2 separate regions of the Mus musculus genome follow, and region 2 is linked to region 1. A link is a contact called in public HiChIP or PLAC-seq data. All regions are on one chromosome and are shown on one strand. Each heading gives the region's core, a stretch centred on a gene start, on an enhancer-like site or on the middle of the called end of the contact. The rest is flanking DNA. Distances are from core to core; before and after follow the strand shown.

Region 1 (7,635 bases), core at 1,488-3,987:
AAGTTCCATCTTTGGCCAAAGAGGTAAACGTACAAATTCTCTAGGTAGAGGGAGCCCTGCATCTAGATTTCAGCCTCACAGGCAAGGCATTCTTGCATCCCCTATTCCAACAGCGGTGGCTTCAGTCCTACTCCTGTCTGCTCTAACTCAGTCATCACAGCATCATGTCGGAGCCTCAGTTTTTGCCCAAAGTGAAAGAGGCAACTGGATTGTAATCTCTTTGGCTTTCTTCAGCCCTTATAACTACAAATATTCGAATGGGATTTTCCACTTATTTGCAAACAGGACTATTTAACATATAGACTCTAATTTCTGAGTTTGGCTTTCCTAAGTCATTCGATGGCACTCCCTAAATATTTGAATGAAATTATGCATGGTTTGATGTGGAGCAGATTAAAAAAATGAATGCTTTAGTAGATCTTCGATGTTCCAGGTGTAAAGCAACATGGCCAACCAGCAGAACGGGAACAACCACTCCCTGCTGTCAGCGTGACACACGATGGGATCGCACACAACAGTGGCGGCATCTACTGAGGCGCTTACCCACTTTCTATGGGCTGGATGGCACATTCTGTGCTGAAGCTGCTGCCTCTCCCAGGGCACGAGCGCACCCAGGAAACAAGAACTGTGCAGAGCCAAGGTCTGATTTCTTTGTTGATGTCTTGTAACCAGAAAACAGAAATTAGATCCTTGCCCAGATCTGTCTATCATGGAGTTTTTGTGCCAGCAAGTGCTTTGCAGTGAAGAGCAAACAAATTAACTGCTTCACATATCACGAACTGTCAACCCTAAAGTCGGGGTAAAAGTTTCATAGCCCTGTAGTAGCCCTGTGGTGACGTCACTTGCCACTCTCAGATGTTAGCAGAAAAAAACTTGCTTGTATTTTTTAATATTTCTAATATTAGTCTTGCTATTGGTTTATGTTCAGTTTGAATCTTGAGGAAGGCATAGGGTTTTGGAAACAATTATAATGAATGACACCATTTTCAGAAGAGGAACTGGAGTCCAGAAAGAGGAAGCGAGTTAGTTGCTTTAGGTCACCCGGGAATTGAGAGCTTTGCCCAGTCTTCCACGGCAGAGATACATCCTGAATTCTGGTTTGGCAGTGGTAGGCCAACAGCACACAGCACTGAAGTTGAATTTCTCAGTTCCACCGAGCAAAGTCTTCTTAGCCCTAACCAGATCACAAGTGGCAGAAAGTGAACCTCCCCCTTTACTGGAGCACATTGCAACAGTGGGTGTGGTCTGAGAGCAGAGCCTTTGCAGTGAACCCCGAAGTCTTTGAGTTCTCTGAATTAACACTCCAGCTCGCTAGCCAGTCTTGTTCCCTCCAAAGCAAGTTACCCACTTTCTTGCAGACCACTGTCTGCTGGCAGAGTTGTCATGGTCCATGTGTTCCTGGGTTGTCCCAGATAGTTACAAAAACATCATTGGAAGATAAAATAGGTGTGCATCGGAAGACAAGTTCTGTAACAAGGATCCCTTTATTAAACACTTCAGACACAGCATGCCTGTGTGAGCTGACAGCAGCAGGAAGAGGAGGCTGCCCAACAGAAGCCATTGAGGTGCAGCCTGTGAGAAACAGCTCTGAATTTATACCAGCAGGAGCCCCTCTCCAGCAGCAATAGTGCCTAGGGCAGGGCAATTTAAGGTATTCATTCTTCCATCACCACTGGGGGTGAACCTACACTGCTGGAACCCCTGTTTAGGTGTCCCCTCTTACAGAGCACTGTGGAGGGGAATCAGAACTTCATTTGAAAACACCAGTCCTAACATTCTACCCAAGGGGACCCCGTGCCATAGTCCTTAATCCAGTGGTGGCTTCCTCAAGCCTGAAAGATGCTGTTCTCTGTGATTCTTGGGACTTGGCAGACTGTGTCCTGGGAGCTCCTGTAGACACAAGGCAAACTTGCTGTGAAGAGTCTGAACTCTCAGCCAATGGAACCATGAAAGGTGATGGGGGAAAGGCAGCAAACCATAGAAGCCTGAGACCAATTCACATCCTATCTTTAGACCTCGGGGCACACTCTAGCTGTGGGGTGCTGAGTGCAGGCTGATCATGTTGATATTCTGAATATGCTGCAAAGTAACTGTGTGTGTGTGTGTGTGTGTGTGTGTGTGTGTGTGTGTGTGTGTGTGTGTGCCATGTAGTGTTTGTGTATCTGGGTGGTATGTGTTTCTGTATGTTTATGTTTGTCTTATGTATGTGTGGCGTATTTGGGAGTTTGTGCCATGTGTACATGGCCTGTGTGCACTTCTGTAGTGTAAATTCTGTTGCATGTTTACTGGTGTGACATGAAGAGTGTGGGTGTTGTGACTCAGTGCGGTGTGTGCTTGAGGGTGTGAATGGGCTCTGAATGATGAACTGAAGCAAAACAATGAAGACCAGAAGAAAGCAAATGAAGCGAAGTTGGGAACAGGGGGAGAAATCTAACGACTCTTAGTATCCTGTTAATTTATACTACGGCTCTGTACAAAAATAAAAAGGTTCTCATAAGATCATCTATTTAAATAAATATTCAATAGAGCACTCTCTTTTCTATAGCTCATCTTTGGGGTTAATATTCAGTCCATGCTTCCCGCGCTGTTCTTGATCCAAGATGGCAATCACTTCATCTGCCTGTATCCGCTCCTGCAAAAAGACAATTGACACATTTCTGGTACAAGTGTAATAACCAGCCCGGGCAGCAGATGCTTCCCCAACATTTCCAGCCAGCCATCTGTGCACAGATTGGTGCAACACCCAGACAGGGATAAGCCTACTTCAGCCAAACCGGTACGCTCTTCACACATCCCCACATTCTATGCAATTACTTTCCGAGATGGCTCTTACAGAAGATGTTTCATCTATTCATTGGCTTCCTACCCTTTCTGTCTCCCAGGCATCATCATCTCTTACTTAGCTCAGTGTCTCTCAGAAAAGAATACTCACCTTTTGCCAGAAAAGCCTGGTCCTGATCTCCCACACTTGATAAGGTTTTTGGCCCTGTCTTTCTGTGTCCTGTGTCTGTCCCTGTCTTTTTAATGGAGAATGAAGGACAGAGTTTCTCAGACATGGTACTACTGACATTTGAGGGAACAAAGACAGAGACAGAGAGAGAGAGAAAGAGAGAGACAGAGACAGAGACAGAGAAACTTTCCTGTATACTGCTAATGTTAACATCCCTGGTCTAGAAGATGTCTCCACATTGTGGGAACTAAAACTGTGTCTGGACATTGTGAAAGGTCCTCTAAATAGCTAAGCGCTACATCTTAAGAGTAACTCATTCAGATTCTTCTCACTGGGTATTCTAGAAGGTTCCAAACAAATTTCCCTCCTTGTTCAGGCTCCTGGTAGACAATCTCCCTTAAGTCTAACTGCAACACTGTTCCACATGGCACTCACCATTCTTCTGTTGGTTCCTGGTTCTGTTTACTTGGTGAGCTTTCAGATTTTTAATATTGTTTTTTCTTCCTCAGTTATATTGTGTGCTGCCCCTCTGTTGCCCACCTTATACTAAAACTTTTGGTTACCTCAAAGTCTCTGAGTATTCATTCTCAAAATAGCTTCCCAGCCCTGGTTTGAAATACACCCCTTCCCCCCGAAGACTCCCAGTATAGTCTGTGTTTTCTTTTACCCCTGTACCAGTGCAGCATAGAGACAGCAGGTCTTCTTAAACTTCCAAGGCAACCTCCCCTTGAAGTTAAACCCTTGTGACCTGTGGTACTCCTCTAATCTAAGTCGACATGTTGGCTAATGTCATCTTTTCCGTGTAGTCATCCCCTACGACTAGGGGAGCTTACAAGGGTGTGAGGAGCGAAGGATGGCCACAATGGCTTCTTAGCAGCTAGAAAAAAGTCCACCAGCCTAATATGAAGTGTGAAACACTGCCCCTGGCTCCTTCTCACCCTTACATTCAACGCTCCTTTTAGAAAACACGCCGTTCTGGCTACTTTGGCCTTCATTCTGTGGGCTGTGTTTTCAGTTTTTTGTTTGTTTGTTTGTTTGTTTGTTTGTTTTCTTGGTGCTAGGGATAGGGTCCAGAAGCTAAGCACATGCAAGGCGTGTGCTGCAACCCTGAGCTGCCTCCCCATCCAGTTTTGTTTCTCAAGTACACTACCCCAAACCTCCGGTCTTCTGCAAGCCATCCTCCCTCTCTTCCAGTGTTCCTTGTAGTTGGCTCACATATCCTGCATTTGTAAATAGTTCGTCTAATATCTACTGTTAAGTCAGTTATGTTATTCTATTTTTATATAGACTATATATAAAATATAGCAATAGGTGTATTGCTGTTGTAATAAATCTGATTATTTACACACCTTTGCTTATTTGCAGTCCTTTATTCTTCTTTTAGGTTGTAAAAAGGAGAGAGAAGGATCTCATTGTCGTGGTCACTGAAATATTTCCAGTGCCCAGAAAACCTACTACCTCTTGTCAAGGGCTCTATTATATGAAAAGAGAAGTATTTATGGGAATGAAGGCCTAGAGTGCATCTCCCCAGGGATGCTCAGCTTATAAATCTTATTGCCTACATTTAATTCCCAAATTAAACCTTCCCTAACTGATTCTTTATGTCCCTAAGTGATCATTTACTGCAGACAATTCTTAAAAAACTTGCCCAGTTGTTTAATAATGTGGGTCCCTGTTATCATCTCTCTGGCTTGACATTAAGTTCCATGAAAGCAGGAATTTTGTCCTGTCCAGTTTCTGTTCCCCTTTGCCAGGTCCTAGTACAGTTTTCAGCATACTAAGTTATAAGAATAACTGTGTTCTGACTTGAAAAGAAAGCTCTTGCCAGGTAGGAGCTGGGAGTTAATAACGATACAGGCAGAGATACTAAATAATGGAAAACTGCATCGTTACATCTGAAAGCATGGGGCTCAGCAAGCTGACACACATGCAAAGCTTTCACATTTGATGACCACAAGAAACTCTCAGTACATGCTTCTCTTAAGAAGGAAGAAACCTATATAACCACCAAACCCAGACACTATTGCATATGCCAGAAAGATTTTGCCGACATGACCCTAATATAGCTATCTCTTGTGAGGCTATTTCAGTGCCTGGCAAATACAGAAGTGGATGCTCACAGTCATATATCGGGTAGAACACAGGGCCCCTAATGAAGGATCTAGAGAAAATACCCAAGTAGCTGAAGGGGTCTGTTACCTGTACCCCCCAGAGCTGTGTCTCTAGCTGCATATGTAGCAGAGGATGGCCTAGTCGGCCATAAATGGGAGGAGAGGCCCTTGGTCTTGGGAAGATCATATGCCCCAGTACAGGGGAATGTCAGGGCCAGCAGGAATTGGTGGGTAGGGGAGCAGGGTGGTGGAGGGTATAGGGGACTTTGAGGATAGCATTTGAAATGTAAATGAAGAAAATATCTAATAAAAAGAAAAAGAAGAGGGAAGAAACCCAAGTGCTGGGACAGATGTCTACAGACCATCTAATATCTTATGTATGTATGTATGTATGTATGTATGTATGTATGTATGTGACTGAATACTCCCTAAAGATTCTCTCTCTCTTCTTTTCTTTCTTTCTTTCTTTCTTTCTTTCTTTCTTTCTTTCTTTCTTTCTTTCTTTCTTTCTTTCTTTCTTTCTTCCTTCCTTCCTTCCTTCCTTCCTTTCTCTTTCTTTCTTCCTTCCTTCCTTCCTTTCTTTCTTTCTTTCTTTCTTTCTTTCTTTCTTTCTTTCTTTCTTTTGATCTCTCTCTCACACACACACTGATACACACACACACACACACACACACACACACACACACACACACACACATAACACATATATATGATTTTTTATTTTTTGAGACAGAGTTTTCTCTTAGTTGCCCTGGCTGTACTACAACTCACTCTGTAGACAAAGCTGGCCTGAAACTCAGAAATCCACCTGCTTCTGCTCCTCAGTGCTGGGAGTAAAGACATGCACAACCATGCACCATACAGTAACTTATATAGAGAATCTGCTACTTTTCTTAGACAGGTTTTCTGAGTTCAGAAATCCTAAGTTGGTGTTTAAACCAGGGATTCACAAATTTTGTTACATTATAGAAGCACCTGGGAAGTTTTAAACTCCTGGTACTCAGAAAGCTCTGGAAATAGTTAGATACACACATCTGAAGGTGGGAATCAGGCATTAGTGTTTTAGGGATCAGACTCTCAGGTGATTCCTGGAAGTTTATCCAGAGTAGAAAGTTTTCAACTAGCAATTCTACGAGGTGCTTGTCAGTTCCTACTCTGACCACTAGATGGCACTAAAGCCTGCACACTGGAGAAGTTTCTTAGTACTTTTCCATGTAGCATAAACACTGGTGTTGAAGTGTCTTGAGTAGGAAGGAGCTGTGAACAAGTTATGTATTAACTTTTTTAATAAAATGCTACAATTTATTGTGATGGAGTGGCGGATATAAAATTAGTACTAAAGTAGGGTGCCGAATTTTCCACAATTTGCTGTCTAGACCTTTGCATAGAGCAATGGTGCTGGCATTTTGTAGATTAAAAACACAGGGAAAGAGAAACTACAGGGGAAGGAGGATGCGACACATCCTAGAAAGTTATCTGGCCTCTGCTAGGTTCTGGCCATTGGTGCCTTTTTTGTCTTTCTTTGTGTCTGAGCTAGTGCAAGCTGTTCTTACAGCCCCGACATAAGATGCTACTGAGGTGCGCGCCTTTCCTGGCTGCCGACCTCCCCTGTACTTTTCTTCTGTTCATCTTCTGTTCAGTTCTGACCTAAAGCCCTACCTAGACGTGAAGAGAAAGTGTTTTGAGGGTGTAGACAAAAATAAAACGTTCTTTTCAAACTCCTGCTGCTGCTGCTGAAACTGGATTTAGTTTAGCTTAGAAATTTAAAGGGAAAACTATGCACATCATTTTAAGGCTAGAATTTCGGGGGCTGGGAGATGACCTTGGTTACGATGCATAGGGTCCTTTCAGAGGCCTTGTTTTCAGTTCCCAACTGCCATGTCTGGTGGCTTACTCCAACTCCAGGGGGATAGGTGTCCTCGTCAGAACTCCACTTACACTCACAGATGTGCACACACAAACATAATTTAAAGAAAGAAAGCATGTTTAGCTCTATTTAGTGCATCCCTTAAATTCCAGCACTGGGGGCAGAGGCAGGAGGATCCCTGTGAGTTCAAAAGTAGCCTTGTCTACATTGTGAGTTTCAGTACAACCAGTTCAACCTAGAGAGATGCTACAATAACAAGAAACAAACCTTTAAAGGTGTAAAACACTTTATCGACATTCAGCTCTTCAGTAGACTCTGAAGTCATCAGTAGACTTCTGTGTCAGCTTCAGATCTACCCTTAGTGACCACCACACTCAGTCTCTTGAGCTATGGTGACGCTCTGATGGATATTTTTAAGCTGATGATATCACTGAGTCAAGAGAAGGACTTGGAAGGTACTCCCTAAAGGAAATGGACTGCTTTCTCCCTGGAGTTTCTATTCTGCCTGCTGGTCTGAACTGCAGGGCTCTTGACAGATTGAAACAGTGAGTGTCCCGGACACTTCAAATATAATGTTATTTTAAAATTCAACTTAATAGTGTAGCAAATACTAATGGTCTTCCAGGTCTCTTTCGTCTTTCCCATGCATGCTGCATGAACTAGTCAGAGTTGTTTGAATGCTTTTTTAACTTTACTCATGACCAGGA
Region 2 (7,635 bases), core at 3,672-6,171, 1.2 Mb after region 1:
GTATACTGTATGAATCATTTACATCCATTATTATGTATGGTAAGATTTTTTTAAGATGTTGGGAGAAGTGCATTTAATTTGAGCAATTAAGGAATAAGCTTTGTTTTTCTTAGAATAATGTCTTCTTTCCTACATATAGGAGGGAAAAATAACAAATATTAAAACTTTCTCCCCTCCTCTCAAACACCTCTCTTCAAATGCTTATTTCCTCAGGGTATTCCTCTAAGTGACTCAAGCCTAGGAAGGTCCATGTACCCTGAGCCAAGTATAGATTCAGAAATGATTTACTGAAAACAAAAAATCTGTTTTGCAAGAAAGGTGATTAGTTACTTGACAGTTATCTCATCCCATGATTTAAGGTTTACTTTGGTTTCATGGGCTCTAACATTATATCTTTGATCTTTAATATCTTCTTTTCATTAATTTTTGGGAGGATGACATTACTTATCTTTAATTTGTATTGTTTCAAAGAAGAATTTTGATTGAAGTATTAAACTAGCTTCTTTAATACTGGTAGGAAATTATTCATGGGTATTCAGATGATAGACTGGATCCTGAATTAACAGAAACTAAATAAAAGGGCAAAACAGAATAAACCTCATTATTCATTTTCATAATGAAAAGAGTCTGTAGAAGGAATAACAAATCATGCAAGCAGGACCAGGAAGGCAAGACAGTATGGAAAGAGTTAGAAAGAGAGACTCTGAAAAAAGCACGCCAGAATTGGAGTGAGAAATCCTGTCCCTGGGCTTTCTAAGATGCTTTCCAGACAGAGTTGGAATTTCACTTTGAAAACATTTCCAAATATACCATTTTCCAGATTTTAGTAGAAGCAGTCGTTGACATCAGAAGACACATTACGTTTTGGTAACAACTGCCTTATAGTAGCCAGATTAAGACTCCTGTGCCTATTCATAAACAAAGTAATTACTCCACTTTCTGGATATTGTTTTAATGATATTACCTCTTGATGTTGCCCCATCTTCATGGCTCCACTGTAACTCTGTAGAATATACCTTTATGAAACTGTGTTAAAATGAATGCTCACAGCATCAAAATGATACAAAGACTAGTAAATTTGGGACAATTTTTCTATTAGACATTTCAAAATTCATGAAAAATGATCTGAGTCTGACTTTTCCAAAACAAAAGCTGTGGGAAAGGAACTAAAAATTGGTCCATATTTCACAGGAAATGAATACTTGTACATTCTAAAATTTAATCTATCATATATCCATAGATTAGTGTCATAAAATCATAAAATCTGAATTGGAAAGGACCTTGAAAGCTCCTGGACAGTTAATGACAAGTTTTTTTGCGAGTGCACGTCCGTGCACACACACACACACACACACACACCATCATCATCATCATTATCATCATCTTCCCCAGATTTAAGAACCACTAACCCATCTAGAGATTTCCAAATAAGCAAAACAAATGGAAAATATTATAAACAATATTATTTGGTTATCTTAAGGCATATAAAGGTGATTATTTTTAATAAGTACCATTTCAATTAGTGCACTAAAAATGTATAACTTAAAGAAATAGAAGATAGTGGAACAGCTGGAAAGGTGGAAGTAACCACAGCCAAATCTAGAACAATGTCATTTTTTTTCTCACATAAAAATATGTCTATAGCACTGAAGACACAAGCAGTGAATGTGGACAGATTTCTAAGCTGCCCTCTGATGATCTGGAGCAAAATTATCACAGTACACGTACATTACAGACATTAGCAAAACCTGCATTCTGAGACAGGGTTATAGAATGCTTATGGACAACACCAGAATGCAGTCTTGTCTGGAAGTAACTCGGTTGCTTCAATATCTAATTTTACTTCATACCTTCTAGATGTTCAGAAGTATGAGTTGCATAGCTACTTAAAAAGATCTGTGAACCACAGATGACATCCTAACAGGAATTAAAGACCTACTTACTGGATATGGGAACAATTCCATGGTTGTGCATCTTAGCATATAGAGAGGAGAGTAGAACAATAATGAAATGATATATAGAGTAAGGAATCTAGAGGCTCCTAGGAACCTCTAGATGCAAATTATACAATCTGAGTCTTCAAGCCTTGCCTGTTGACATTTTAAGTGTCATCTTGAATCATATCTACTTTTATAAAGGGGATGACCGTGCATGTTTCCCTACATGTGTGTATATGCACTACATGTGTTCTGTGGGAGAACAGTACACAAGAGAATATCAGAGGTCCTAGAATGGGAGGTACAGATGATTGTGAGCCACTCAATCATTTTAGATTAAATGTGGATGCTGGAAACTGAACCTGGATCCCTGGAAGGACAGTCAGTGCTTTTAAGCTCCAAGTCATTTCTACAGCTCCCATCTTCTTAGTTTCATGGCTTTAGCAGCCTAGAATATTTACACATTCATACTGTGTTGCTTTCCTTAATTACTTGTTTGGGACTTCCCATAGGATAATTGATGAGACTTTTCCAACCTAAATTTCTGTAATAAAGAAGAGTTCTCCCATTGTGTGTGCTCTTTCTTTTCTTACTTGCTAAACGTGTCATTTATGATTGTTTCAGTAATGCCTGTGTTCCGCATCACATTTTAGACTTTGTTCTCAAGACCCACTATACCTGTGTGTTTGTCTTTAGGTTTCATATCAAGTGTTTAGAATAGTAATGGACAGTAACAATGACTATTTGGAAACTAAATGATGATGTATACAATATTAATCCAACAAATCACACTGTGCCTTGTAATAGAACTATTACTAGAGAAAATTGATATTTTGATAGATTTATCTGAGTGAATGCAGATGAGATAAATATTATTCAGTAGGATTTTCTGAGTATAATCTCAGTGATATTCCCACTGTGGGAAAATGCTTCTTCTTCCAGGATCATGTTACCACTTATGCTTCTAGAATTAGTGAACATTAACAATCTATCCATTGACAATTCATTTTGGCCCAAACGTTCAGGAAGATACCAATACTAAGCAAAGTTAGCTGGAAACATAGCACAGTGAAGAAATTATAGACCCTGATGGATAGACAATGGGGTCTCCTGCTTTATTTATATAAGAGGATAGCAGGAAGTATGTGTTGCTGGATTTAAAATTCTATTCAGAGGAATATTGAAAGGGAAGGTTGAAAGAAGTAGTTGTTTCAGAAAGAAGGTAGATATGTAATAATGCACATTCATAAGGCTCATACACTCACAAAATAGACTACAAAATGATGAAACACTTGAGAAAAATAATACCCCGTCCTTTAGGGCAGAAAGGTGTTGTGGATTTGGTCTAATGCTACTTATGTTAGTTAGGTCTCCAAGATTACATGGATGTCCACATGTCTGCATGTAAGACAGTGAAGGACCCTGCTCCTAGTTGGTTTTGGTTGGTAAATAAAGTTGCTGGTGGCCAATTGCTGGGCAGGAAGATATCTGTGGGACTTTAGGATGCCCAGGCGAGAAACTGAAGGAGGAGGAAGGAAACAGAACAGACATGTAGGAAAGGAATAAGGTCCAGGCCTGAGAGGTACAAAAGAGAGAGAATACCAACAATGTAAGAGCTGGGGAAGAGCAGTCCCAGTTCTTCTCCCCATTTGGTCTAGGGCAGCAAAGATGTAATATTGACTTTAGTAAGTAATAACTCAGGAGTATCAAAGGGGAGGTGTTAGCCATGTGGAAGTCAGGGAGTGCTCCAGCCACTGAGCTGTATAAGGCATATTAAAATATAAGGTGCTGTGTGCATGTGTGCGTGCATGTGTGTGTGTGTGTGTGTGTGTGTGTGTGTGTGTGTGTGTGTGTGTGTGTGTATGTGTGTGTGTATCTTTCATTTGAGAACCCAGAACATTGGGGCAGGTGGTGAGGAGCTCCTGCTGCCACCACCAGGTCAGTTTCAGTAGAGATTAATTGGCAACTACAACAGAAAGAAAAACATTTTTGTTTGTTTGTTAACTAGTCATAACAGTGACTTTTTTCTTTTTGAAAATTTCTATTTCAAAAAATAATGAAGCACCCTAGATTTTATTTATTTTATTATAGTGTCAGTATAATGTGCTTTGTAATATTGTTGAGATTATTTTTTATAAAGATATCATAAGCTGCACATGTATAAGAACCAGGTCATTTTCAAAATGGTGGGACTGTTTTTTCTTCCAACAAGTACTTCAAAAGTAAATAAAGATAGAAAGAGAGAGACCCAGGGAGAGAGAATGGAAATGAAGAAGAATGAAAGAAAAGTAGAGGCTCAGAAGAAGAAGGTGTATGGAAACATTAAAGAATGAAATTACACATTTGAGATGAGTATTTTCCAATGAGTGCCCCTCTCTTGACAAAAGAGAATAGTAGGGTAGATGTCATTCAGGTGCTAACTATTACATATCATTCACCCCTAAGGGAGTTCATAGAATATACTATTGTGGGCGCTCAGAGCATTGCTATCTCCATCATCGTAACTTTTTCATCTGGGAACCTAAACAAGCTCATGAGGAGTCATTATCTACTAAGATATCTAAGAGACAGCATTCGGGAAAATGAATTCATTTCTCTTATATAGAAATGCTATTATAATAACATTTTTGCTTGTCAAAGAACTTGTGTAAGCTGAAAAGGATAACCTAGCACAAGGACATGTGAATTTATCTGAGCAATCTGTCTTCAGTTATTGATAAGCAAATGCAAATAAACACGGGGTTGTGCCAACCCTAATCAAGACATCTTTGAACGATCGTTCACTCATTCTGAGCCCATCCCCTCTCCACAGGATTTGATACCATTGATATCTCCAATGGATATTTGATGCACTAATTGCTGTCTCAGAAGAGGCTTTGTAGTAAAATTAAACTGAAAGAATTGATGACAGAAGTAGCCAGAGTAGACATGGGAATGAGATCAGAGAACTGGATGTCTCCCAACCCAGCTGCAAACGATGGCCCTGGACAAACAGAGGACAGATCCCTGGCACACTGAAGCAGTACAATTATTTAACTGCTATAACTGTTGCAGTGGTGAGCTGGCATGTTATACAAGAGCACTCATTCTCAACCTTCTTATGCGGTGACCTTTTAAAAACAGGTTTAAAACCCTAGGTCCTCATGTTGTGGTGACTAATTTTTCTTGATACTTCACAACTAATTCTGCTACTATGAATCTCATTTTAAATATCTGATATATAGCTTATCTGATGTGCATCAGTCATTTGCCTCCCAAATAGCTCATAACCCACACTGTACTAGACTAAGGCAACTTTAGTGATGTCTGTAATGTGTGCCAGACCACTATATGTTGTAGGATTCTTTTCCGATATAAAACATAGAGACGTGCTTAGACTTTTCCCACTGAGTACTAGTAATTTAATCACCACCAACGGCTTGCCTATGAATAATGATACACTAAATGTCTTTAGATTTGTCCAGTATGCTGCCTAATTTTTCTTCCAGACAATTACACATAAAAATCTGCAACCTCAGTGTGAATCCTTGATTTCTTTCTATTGACTCCCTGACTTTCTTTCAATATTTTGTACAAAGACATTCACCTAAGTTCTTGATTGATATTTAAGATATGGTGATTTTCCTGTGTCTCTATTATATATGACCTATTTAATCATAATTTCCTAAGGCCTTTGATAGTCTCAACTGCATTAAAATCTGTTTTGTTATAACAGAAGACTTTCATATGCTTTTATTATAAGTATTTCTGTATTCATCAGTTGCCTCCTTTGTGAATTCTCATGAAACTTGAGAGTCAGTTCTTTAGTCTTGACTACTTTTCAGTGCTTCTGCCAGTTACAGATAAATTCAACACCCATCCCCTCTGATGATCTCTGATTTCAGCAGCTTAGCTCAGGTCAAGAACCCAAGATTTCCATATTAATACCAAAACCCAGATGTGCTATGATCCTAGAATTTAATTTATGTTGCTGGCTTCTCCTGGGCAAATACCTAACAATCTGTTAAAAATCAGTTTTGCTCTTGTGACAGGAAGAAAACTCATCACGGCACATGTCTAAATGAATTTCAGCATCAGTATGCTAACTCTTACTGGCACAGGACTTTCAGATTAAATACTCTGCTATTTTCTTTGGGACACCTTGACAGAAGTCCACCTGGGTCCAGTTTGTCTTAGCGTTCTTAAATTCATCTGTAGCCTTTTCATAAAATATATTTTATTTTTAATTTATTTTTTACACTCCAGATTCCATTCCCCACTTCCCTCTTCCACTCTCTGACAGCTCCACATGCCACACCTCCTTTCCACCCTACCCCATCTCCACATGGATGTCCTCACTCCCACCCCACTTGACCTTCAAACTCCCTGGGACATCCAGTCTCTTGAGGGTTAGGTACACCATCTCTGAATGAACACAGACCCTGAAGTCCTCTACTGCATATGTGTTGGGGGGGGTGCCATAACAGCTGCTTATGATATCTGTTTGGTGGTCCAGTGTTTGAGAGATATTGGGGGGGGTCCAGATTAATTGACACTGCTGGTTCTCCTATAGGGTCGCCCTCCTTCTCAGCTTCTTTCAGCCTGCCCTAATTCAACAATAGGTGTCATATGCTTCTGTCCATTGGTTGGGTGCAAATATCTGCATCTGACTCTGCAGTCATGATAAATCTCTTTTTGTGAGAGTTCGATAGCATCAGTAATAGTGTCAGGCCTTGGGACTTCCCCTTGAGCTGGATCCCACGTTGGCCTTGTTGCTGGACCTTCTTTTCCTCGTGCTCCTCTCCATTTCCATCCCTGCAAGTCTTTCAGACAGGAACAATTATGGGTCAGAGAGGTGACTGTGGGATGGCAACCCCATCCCTCACTTGATGTCCTGTCTTCCTGCTGAAGGTGGGCTCTATAAACTCCCTCTTCCTACTGTCGGACATTTCTTCTAAGGTCCCACCCTTTGAGTCCTGGGAGTGTCTCATCTCCCAGGTCTCTGGTTCAGAGGCAGGAGAATCATGAGTTCAAGGCCAGCCTGAGCTACACATTTGCTTGCTGTGGTAGCACACGTGGTAGGATTTCCTGAAGGATGCAGTGGGAGGAAGATCACAAGTTCGAGGTCAGTCTGGACCTTTTTTTTTTTTTTCAGGACTGACTAATTTAGAGGGTCCCTACATCTGTTGCTTCCAGTACTTTTTTCTGATGCTTTGAGGAGCCTTGTAATTAGGCTTATGTGATACTGAATGATGGAAGGTAGCACAGAGAAGTTCAATCCATCTGTTTGGCTTGGTGCCCTGGTGGTCATCGGTTGGAAACTTTCTTCTCAAAACATATTGTTTGACCAGACAGATGTGACACATATGGGCTTCTATGTCACAGAGTTCCTCTCAATTCTTTCTGCCCCAAATCTATGAATTCCAATTCAACGGGATAACAACATGGTTTACTTTTGTTATGTTTTCTTCTCCAACATAAAAAGCAAATATATTATCTTTGAATAAAGCTTTCACAATACCTAATATATTGATTGCATTTACCTGAAGTCAATCATATACATATTTAAACTATGAACTCATTGACATGGATATATGACCTCCATTTCTTATGTGTAGATATCAACATACAATTAGGATAATCTTAGTAGAACATTATTTAATTGTGTCTAATATTTATGACCAGTTGTTTATAAGAATCTGTTTTTGACTTCTAACCC

What was found. HiChIP or PLAC-seq counts read pairs in DNA pulled down with a chosen protein or histone mark.
Region 2: a contact with region 1 is called in an H3K27ac HiChIP or PLAC-seq map of VIP interneurons, with 13 times the contacts expected there. The contact joins two enhancer-like sites. A contact is called at or near these places in 8 of 39 promoter capture datasets (the 3T3-L1 cell line, cranial neural crest, frontonasal cranial neural crest and 5 more), 2 of 15 datasets of contacts at CTCF or cohesin (embryonic stem cells and large pre-B cells), 33 of 484 Hi-C or Micro-C datasets (the AML12 cell line, B cells, the C2C12 cell line and 22 more) and 2 of 115 datasets of contacts at active chromatin or transcription factors (VIP interneurons and embryonic basal ganglia).

The regions. Positions count from the first base shown.
Region 1 is chr16:25,957,819-25,965,453 of GRCm38.p6, forward strand. P3h2 (prolyl 3-hydroxylase 2) reads right to left here. Exons shown (of 15, transcript NM_173379.3): 15 at 1,466-2,632. The coding sequence ends at 2,540. Among named protein-coding and RNA genes, the nearest start is that of P3h2, 140 kb to the right of the region's middle. Within about 2 kb of position 2,738, at least 29 of the 459 cell types and tissues checked have an H3K27ac peak or open chromatin away from gene starts, as enhancers often do. A contact at or near this core is called in VIP interneurons, where this site is marked.
Region 2 is chr16:27,151,105-27,158,739 of GRCm38.p6, forward strand. No RefSeq gene overlaps it. Among named protein-coding and RNA genes, the nearest start is that of Ostn, 150 kb to the right of the region's middle. Within about 2 kb of position 4,922, at least 17 of the 459 cell types and tissues checked have an H3K27ac peak or open chromatin away from gene starts, as enhancers often do. A contact at or near this core is called in VIP interneurons, where this site is marked.